Regions from separate parts of the Mus musculus genome. Here region 2 is linked to region 1. A link is a contact called in public promoter capture Hi-C data. All regions are on one chromosome and are shown on one strand. The core of a region is the stretch at or near the end of the contact, and the rest is flanking DNA. Distances in the headings are between cores, read along the strand shown.

Region 1 (4,350 bases), core at 35-2,534:
CAGCCTCGCACAGATCTAGAACCTTCACTTTCCTTTTCCTTTGCAGCACGCAGAAACAAGCCCATGTTTTGGGGATGGATGGGGAGTTTGTTTGTTTGTTTTGTTGTTGTTGTTGTTGTTTGGTTTTTAGTCTCTGACCATGGGCATTTTGTGCTATCAACATCTAACATGACAGGATTTTATTAACTTCCAAAACTTGAGGGTTTTATCTTTCCCAGACTATAAGTCTAGAAATATACCAAGGCAACCATAGGGCAAGTTTAACAACCAGCTCTCAGGAGGAAAGGGTTATGTGAGTGTGAGGTTGTAAACACATATTAGCTCTTCTTCCTGCTCCCTGTTGAACTGCCGAGGGTCCAGAGAGATTCTTTTTTTTGTTTGTTTGTTTGGTTTGTTTTTGTTTGTTTTTGAGACAGGGTTTCACTGTATAGCCCTGGCTGTCCTGGAACTCACATTTGTAGACCAGGCTGGCCTCGAACTGAGAAATCCGCCTGCCTCTGCCTCTCAAGTGCTGGGATTAAAGGCATGGGCCACCACCGCAGGGCCAGAGTGCTATTGGGTCCTTTGCTTGTTTGGTTGGTTTGTTGGTTGGCTGACTTTGGCTTTTTGAGACAGAGTTTCTCTGTGTAACTTTGGTTGTCCCAGAACTCATTTTATAGACAAAGCTGGCCTCAAAATCACAGAGATCTACCTGCCTTTGACTCCTAAGTGCTAAGTGCTGGGATCAAAGGCATGCACCACCACTGCCCAGGTCTGATACTGGGTCTTTGATATTTGTATTTTCACAGAACCCTAAGACCTTTGTGATTCTCTGAGTCCCTCTCCTCTGGCAGCGTGTGATCCTTTGAATTAATTTGATAATCTTTTTGTCTGGGTGTTTACGTGAATCCTTCACTATATCCTCTATCAGAGTTCAAAATGTTTACCTGATTTTCAGTGAACCATTTTTGGCAAATTAATTGAATCCCAGAGAGAATACTAGGGATCCCAATTTGTAGATGAAGTATAGGAGTGTAGGTCATTTTTAAGCTCTACCTGCCTTTAGCTCCGGGAAGTGACCGCACAACCAGCCCAGTACCAGCTTCCCTTGAATCCGCAGATAAAACACACACACAGTACTTCCTTTTCAACTTGCCTTCTTGGCACAATTACTAAACTCCCCAGACCAACAGCCTGTAGGAGTGGTCTGTGTAGCCACTCCACTTTGAGATCTCACGTGGTTGCCCGATTCTCTTCTTTCCAAAGCTTGTTGAACTTTGTTCTCCTCCCTTATGACTGGTCTGTCTTCTGGGACCGGAAATCCCACCTCTCTTTTCCGCCCAGCAATTGGCCCATGGATTTCCTTACTGACAGATCAAGAACCAATTGGAACTTGGGAGGCAGAGGCAGGAGGATTTCTGAGGCCAGCCTGGTTTACAAAGTGAGTTCCAGGACAGCCAGAGCTATACAGAGAAACCCTGTCTCGAAACAAACAAGCAAACAAACAAACAACAACAAAAATGAACCAATTGGAGACCAGGCCCTTAGCATCGGCCCCGCCCCCTACACAACAAGTTGGTGTTTGTGTTACAGAGTATGTGGATTGACAAGATGATGAGTCTTGGGTGCTTTGGTTCTGGGCTTCTTTTCTTTTTAAGGGCTTTCTGAGGACATATTGGCAGACATCATTTTTTTTTTCCTTCAAGGCATGGTTTTTCTGTGATCCTGGATGTCTTAGAACTCTGTAGACCAGGATGGACCAGGCGGGTTTTGAACGCAGAGATCATCTCGTCTATCTCTGCCTCCTGGGTGCTGGAATTAAAGGCAAGCACCACCACACCCAGGTAAGGACATCATCCCTTTTAGAGGGAATGAAATGTTTTTGGATTCTACTAGCTCTTCTGGGCCCTAACTGCTGAGGCACAGTAACACCTGTCACTCAGAGAATATATTTCTCCTTTTATCCCCAATAAACCAATTAAGAACACTGAGGTTGGCATCTGTAACACATTCCTGAATAGATTTGCACTTCCTCTCTCCAGTTCTGGTTAGTCTCTAACAAGAACTCCTCTTACTCAACAGCAGGTACACTATGATGTGGACCAAGATGCCTTGCTTCATGGGAAAGTTTTTTGTTGTCCCTACCACAGATTCCAACTACACAACCCTTCCACTCTTCACCAGAGTACCGGCAGCTACTTCTGTGACCATGCACTTCTCAGAAAGTATGAAATCTGTGTTCACCATCCACTTCATTGGGTCTCTGACAGCCAGTGGCAGGGAAGGAGATACGCAGCTCCGTCTTGACTCAGGTGAGGGCCTAGGTGGCGCCACAAAAAAAAAAAAAAAAAAAAAAAAAAAAAAAAAAGCCATCAGGTCTTCCTTAATGACTAATGAGCCATTCTCCAACAGGGAATATTTACTTTTTGGTTTTCGTGTTTTTGTTTTTTTATGTGTGTAACTGCCTGTGTTCTGTGTGCTTGCCTGGTGCCTGTAGCATCCAGAGGAAGATCCTCTGGACCTGGAATTACAGTAGGTGGTGGGAACTAGTATATGGATTTTGGGAATCAAACCTAGATCCTCTGGAAGAGCAGCAAACTCTCTTAACTGCAGAGCCACCTCTACATTTTATGGTACTGAGGCAGTCCTGGTACTGGGGCTCTAAGCCTGCCAGACAAGTTCTCAACTAGTGAACCATGACCTCTAGCCCTTTTGATTTTGAAAGGAAAAAAAAAAAAAAAAAAAAAGAGGGCTCTCTAAATTATTCAGATTGACCTTGAAACTTAAGATCATTTTGCCTCAGCCCTATAAGTAGCTGGGATTACAGGGCTGTGCCACCAGGCCTGACAAGTTTTGAGTGTTTATTAACTTGGTTTTAAATGTAGTTTATTGATAAGCACCCATACTTAATGCATTGATTTCTATGTAGTTTTAAATATACCTTATTGATAATACATAATGACTGTTTCCACAACCATCAGATAGCCTGAAAATTTATCAGTCAACTAGTAAGCTGGTGTACACCATACCAACTGCCTTCTCCAACATACCACTGGACACAAATCAAATATTTATTCAAAATAAACCCCAAAGAAGTGTATTTAAAACTAGTTCTTTGACCTGGGGCTATAGTTCAATGATAGCATGCTTTCCCAGTTCAACTCCCGAGTACCACTGAAACAAGAAAACAATTCTTTGGTAAATATGTAATTTATTAAAGATAAAAAGAAAATTTGCATAATGAGAGTGATGTTTCTGCCTATTTTTACATAATGATTAAATTTTAAATTAATGTTTGATGCCTCAGGGAGTAGATTTTCTTCAATGCTTTTGAGAACTGATCCATATTGTGTGTGTGTGTGTGTGTGTGTGTGTGTGTATGTATGTATGTTTTTTAAAGATTTGCTTATTTATTTAATGTATGTGAGTACAGTATTGCTCTCTTCAGACACACCAGAAGAGGTGTGTAATCACATCCTATTACAGATGGTTGTGAGCCACCATGTGGTTGCTGGATGTCCTGGAACTAACTGTGTAGACCAGGCTGGCCTCAAACTCAGAGATCTGCCTGTTTCTGCCTCCCGAGTGCTAGGATTAAAGGCTGTCACTATTTTATAGGTGTCAGTTCTGAGGCCACCAGTCTACATAAATCCATACTAGAGAGTGGCAGGGGGCTGGTGAGATGGCTCAGTGGGTAAGAGCACTCGACTGCTCTTCTGAAGGTCCGGAGTTCAAATCCCAGTGCCCACATGATGGCTCACAACCATCTGTACCGAGATCTGACTCCCTCTTCTGGTGTGTCTGAAGACAGCTATAGTATACTTACATATAATAAATAAATAAATCTTAAAAGAGAGAGAGAGAGAGAGAGAGAGAGAGAGAGAGAGGGAGGCAGGAATGCATTTATGACACTCAAGCCAGCAACTCACACAGTCTTTAAAATAAACAGCTCTAGCAGTACAACCCACAGGTATACCAATTTGATACTGAGGAATGCTGTTAGGAAAATATTAGAAACTTTTGTTTGGGGGCTGGAGATGGCTCATCAGTTTAAAGTGCATGCTCCTGCAGAACCCAGGTTCAGTTCTCAGTACTCATGTTGTGGTTCACAGCCATCATAACTTCAGTTTCAGAGAACCCAAGGTTTTCATCTGATATCCACAGGCACAAAGCACACACATAGTACATAGATGTATTATGCAAGAAAAAATTCATATATACAAAGTAAAATGGGTAAATTTAATTTTAAAAATTAAACCTTTGATTTCTATAATAAAACCAATTTGTTACTATAAGAGAACCTGTGTGCACCATAAAAATATTACAATTCACAACATACAGCAGTTTCAAGTCTGAGCCGAGTGTGTCAGG
Region 2 (4,417 bases), core at 893-3,392, 780 kb after region 1:
ACCTGATGGGTGGTGGAGGCACATGCCTTTAGTCCCAGCACTCATGAAGCAGAGGCAAATAAATAGATCTCAGTGAGCTTGAGGCCAGCATGGACTACATAGGTTGAACTCTGTCTCAAAACAAAAACAAAACAACAACAAGAAAAAAAAAATCAAAAACCGAAACAACAAAAAGACAACACCCCCAACATGTAACATAAAACCTAGAGATAGCATAAACCAGCCTGCCTCCATTTTAGACTTGAAAGCCATCTTATAATAAAGACAAGCCATTCCTGTTTAAGATTGGATCTTTGTTTCTCACGGATTGGGCTATGCCTCACCTATTATTTTAACTACTAATGGTTTTATATGGCCTATTCCAGGAAATGGCAACCGCACCTTTGTTTCAGGGGGTAGTTCTGATCACCTGGCAACCGCACCTTTGTTTCAGGGGTTAGTTCTGATCACCTGGCAACCGCACCTTTGTTTCAGAAGTGTATTGTGCTCACCTGCTGTTATGATCACCTTCTTTTGACCACCTTGTTATTATCACCTGGCAGCCATGACTTTGTTTCAGGTTATGACCAGCTTGTTATGTTCTGCTTCGTAGCCTCTCTTATTTGCCTGCAAAATCTTCCATTTGACAACTCTCTACTCTTGAACTATAAACACCTGTATCTTCCCCACATCCAAGGCTGATCTCTTGGACCCAGACCTTAGAGACAGCCTGTGTGCATGAAAAAAAAAAAAAAAAAAAAAAGTCTTGCTTTAATTAACTTGATCATGATTTGGGTTGGTGGTCTTTCTCCTTGCATCTGTGACATTAACAATAACCTCTTTAAATGTTTTGATGAATACACGCACGCATAGGCGTGCACACACACATGCACACATATATACACATAAGCTATTTTATATTTCTGGCTTAATTTTGTGGCTATTTTTAGATTTATATATTTATCTTGTGAGTGCCTGTGTGTTTGTAAGTGCAGGAGTTTGCAAGCCATAGTGCATGTGTGGAGGTCAAGGAATAACTTCCTGGAGTCGGTTCTATCCTGTCAACTCATTGGATGCCAGGATCAAACTCAAGTTTTTTGGCCATCACGGCAAGCACCTCCACTCTTTGAACCATCCTGGCTCATTGTGGATATTTTTCTAAGTCAGTCACATCAGCAACAGTTTAAAAGAGTAACGCCCCATTGAGGGAGACTTCTGAAATATTCAGACTCCATTATCAAATGTTGCAGTGACTCAATATATGTACATTTGATTCATGCATCTATTTGCTTAAAAAGATATATGCATCTCATTGTATGGCCCTCGTCCGTGGGCTCTACACACCAGGCTGCCCTCAGAGATCCATCCAGCCTCTGTCTCCCGAGTACTGTGATTAAAGACTTGTGCCACCACCGCTCAATAACCTCCTGGTTACTCGTAAGCCAAATAAGAGCTTTTACCTTTTAAGTTAAATCTTAGCTGCTGTTGCTATTCCTATCTTTAGGCAAGGAAACAGAGACGCAGATAATGCAAATTGCCCAGTCTACTCCTCTATAGTAGGTGAGAAGTCTGGATGCAAAGCAACATTCCTTCGCCACTATCAACGCAATTTTGCAGATAAGAGATCGTGGTGAGACGCTAAACTAAAATCCCCGGTCTAATAGTGAACGGTGACAGCAAAAGTAAAAAAAAAAAAACAAAAAACAAAAAAACAAAAAAACAAAAAAACAAAAAACAGACTTGATGTGTTCCTCTCCTCCCCAAGAAAAGAAAACGTACAGAACGCGTTAGTAGACTCCTTATTCCCGAAACACGAGAGGTATTCACTAACTCTCAACGCTATTCCCTAAAATGGTCAGTTTGCCTGTACAGAGCGGATTGGCAGTCAGGCTTCAGCAGGGAGGAGCTCGGCTCTGCAACTCAGTCGTGAAATTCCAAGAAGCGCGGGAGCTCCCAGGCCAATCGGGTGGATCTTTCCGGCCGGCCTCGGAAATCTGGACAGCGGCGTCATCAGTTCCGGGCGTGACGTTAGCTCACGCACTGAGCCCGCCCTCTGGGAGCGCTCTGCGCTTGTGCACCTCCAATAATCCGGGAGTTAAGCCTCAGCCCCGCCCACTGTCCCGGAAGTGAATACGGAAGCGCCTCACACCCCCTCTGCCGGCTGGGGCGCAGCCATTTTAATTCAAATCTGAGTGGGCGGCGGCGGCGGCGGCGGCGGCAGCGGATTTGGCGGCGGCTTTGGCTCTGAGGGACAGGGGTAGTGTTCCTGGTTTTGGTGGGGTTTGCCTTTAGTTTAATTTTCCTTTTCTAGCTTCCCTTTGCCGGCTGGTGCGTACGTTGTAGTCCCCCGAGGCCATGTCAGGAGACGCAGCCGCGGAGCAGGTGAGGAACGGGAGCGGTGGGGCCTCGTGGCGACCTCTTCTCTCTCTAGCCCTGTGGGTGCGAGCACCCCGTTCGCGTGAGCAAGGGCCCTGAAGAGCTAGTGAGCCCGGGGATCGGGAGCGCATCCCCCGAAGTCTCCCAGGTTTGGGCTTCTCTGTGGCGTTCGTACGAATAAGTATGGGACTTAGACAATGGCAGAGACGTCGCTTCGCCCTGGCCATTGCAGTTTCTTCGGTCGGGACGGTGTATTTCATACCACTTTAGTGTTCCGGTAGTCCCAGATTGTTCTAACGTGTATCTGCGCTGGCAGTGTTTTCCTCGTCTGCCCCCCAGTCCTCTGTCCCCAGAAATAACGAAATCAGTCTGGAAAATTCGGCCCCCGAGAGAGCGAAGGTAAAAAGAGCCACGGCTCTTCCGAGCTTTGGGGGAATTTTGTGGATTCGCTTTCTTCCCCTCTCGTTTAGGAACACTTTATTTTTGCTTTTACGACCACGCAAACATTGCAGAATTTGGTAAACTGAAAACTCGAAATGTGCTTTAGTCACTGTAGGCACCATCTGTTTGGATGGTTAGATATGAATGATACATAAGTATTTTACAAATGGGACTTTTAGATAGGAGATCTCACCCTTTTGCTGTTTGGCTGTTTGTTTGTTTTGGATAGGTTTTCACAGTGTAGCCCTGACTAGGCAGGACCTTCTGACAGGATTGCTTCCTTGGCCTCCAGGCGTCCATCTCCATGTTTGGTTCTTTTGCTCTTTTATATCCTAAATTTTGTAGGCTAGTGTTTGGCTTTTACTGTAAAAAACAAAACTGAGTTTTTGAAAGGTGTGTGTTTTGATCTTGATCCACGTATATTTAGTTTTAAAAGAAAACAAAGTCCTAAATTTCTTATTGCTATAGCAATGAAATACGCTTGTATTTTTATTTCTTTTCTTTTTCCCAAATCCCCAGCTAATAAAATAGAAATTATTGGAGGTTGACAGATGAGGTAAAATAGGACTGTATGTTAATGAAGTGTAGGCAAATTAGAACTTAATTACTTTGGTGACTGAAACGCTTGAGGACCAATTTAATTCCAAGTCTTGGCAGTGCTTTTGCATTTTATCTAAAGTCAGGGTGCCCACGAATGCAGTGTCTTTGAACTATTTTTCTAAAACTGTTTATTTTACTCTACTCTTACCGGGCTGGCATTTTTATTTTCTGAAAGTGAAGGAGTGGTGTTGAGGTTTCATTGGATGTGTCTGAAATTCACTGTTTTATATAAATTTGTAAAGACAAAAATTTGCCATGCTTTTGTTTTAGAACTATGCGGGTTTTAGTTTTTGTTGTGGGTCATCCTGCTCCACCCCAGCTAGAGGTTGAACCCCGGGCCTTATGCATGCAGGGAAGCAATCAACCACTGAGTTAAAAGCCTTAGTAACACAGTGTGTGATGTTTTCTATGAGAACTGTGATGAGACTTTATAAACCTCCATTCTCCAAACCCCTTTTATTTTGACAGTTGCCCCTATGTAGGCCTGGCTGGCATGGAACTTGCTACATAGACCAGTCTGGCTTTGAACCTCTGCCTTGCTGAGTGCTAGGAGTAAAGATGGTACATGCACATCTAGCCTTTTTTTTTTCTTTTTTAATCTAGGAGTACTGTGCAACTCAGGCAGGTCTTGAACTCATTGCAATCTTTCAGCTTCAGCATCTGTAACAGGCATTCCTCCTTTGAATTTTATTGTGCAGTTTACAACAAAAGTTGAAGGGAAAACTCATGAACACTCATTATAATTTTCACCAAATCCAGCAGGGTTACAGGTTTTGTCTGTCTGTCTGTCTGTCTCTCTCTCTCTCTCTCTCTCTCAGGGTTACAGGTTTTGTCTCTCTCTCTCTCTCACACACACACACACACACACACACACACGAGTGTATATATATATATATATATATATATATATATATATATAGTATTGCAAGTATGTATTCATACACATATTTCTTGTGGCTTAAAAGCTAGGAACTTCCTCATATTAGGCAAGCTCTACTATTGACATATACCTCTAACCTTG

Evidence for each region. Promoter capture Hi-C pulls out the DNA fragments that hold promoters and counts their contacts.
Region 2: a promoter capture Hi-C map of liver shows a contact between it and region 1, with 2.7 times the contacts expected there. The contact joins the promoter of Cstf3 here to the promoter of 4930547E08Rik in region 1. A contact is called at or near these places in 3 of 39 promoter capture datasets (hippocampal neurons, liver and pre-B cells) and 3 of 115 datasets of contacts at active chromatin or transcription factors (all in embryonic stem cells).

The regions. Positions count from the first base shown.
Region 1 is chr2:103,809,338-103,813,687 of GRCm38.p6, forward strand. It overlaps 4930547E08Rik (RIKEN cDNA 4930547E08 gene), which reads right to left and starts at 1,285. Exons shown (of 4, transcript NR_040514.1): 1 at 1,136-1,285.
Region 2 is chr2:104,588,342-104,592,758 of GRCm38.p6, forward strand. It overlaps Cstf3 (cleavage stimulation factor, 3' pre-RNA, subunit 3), which reads left to right and starts at 2,143. Exons shown (of 21, transcript NM_145529.3): 1 at 2,143-2,361. The coding sequence starts at 2,335.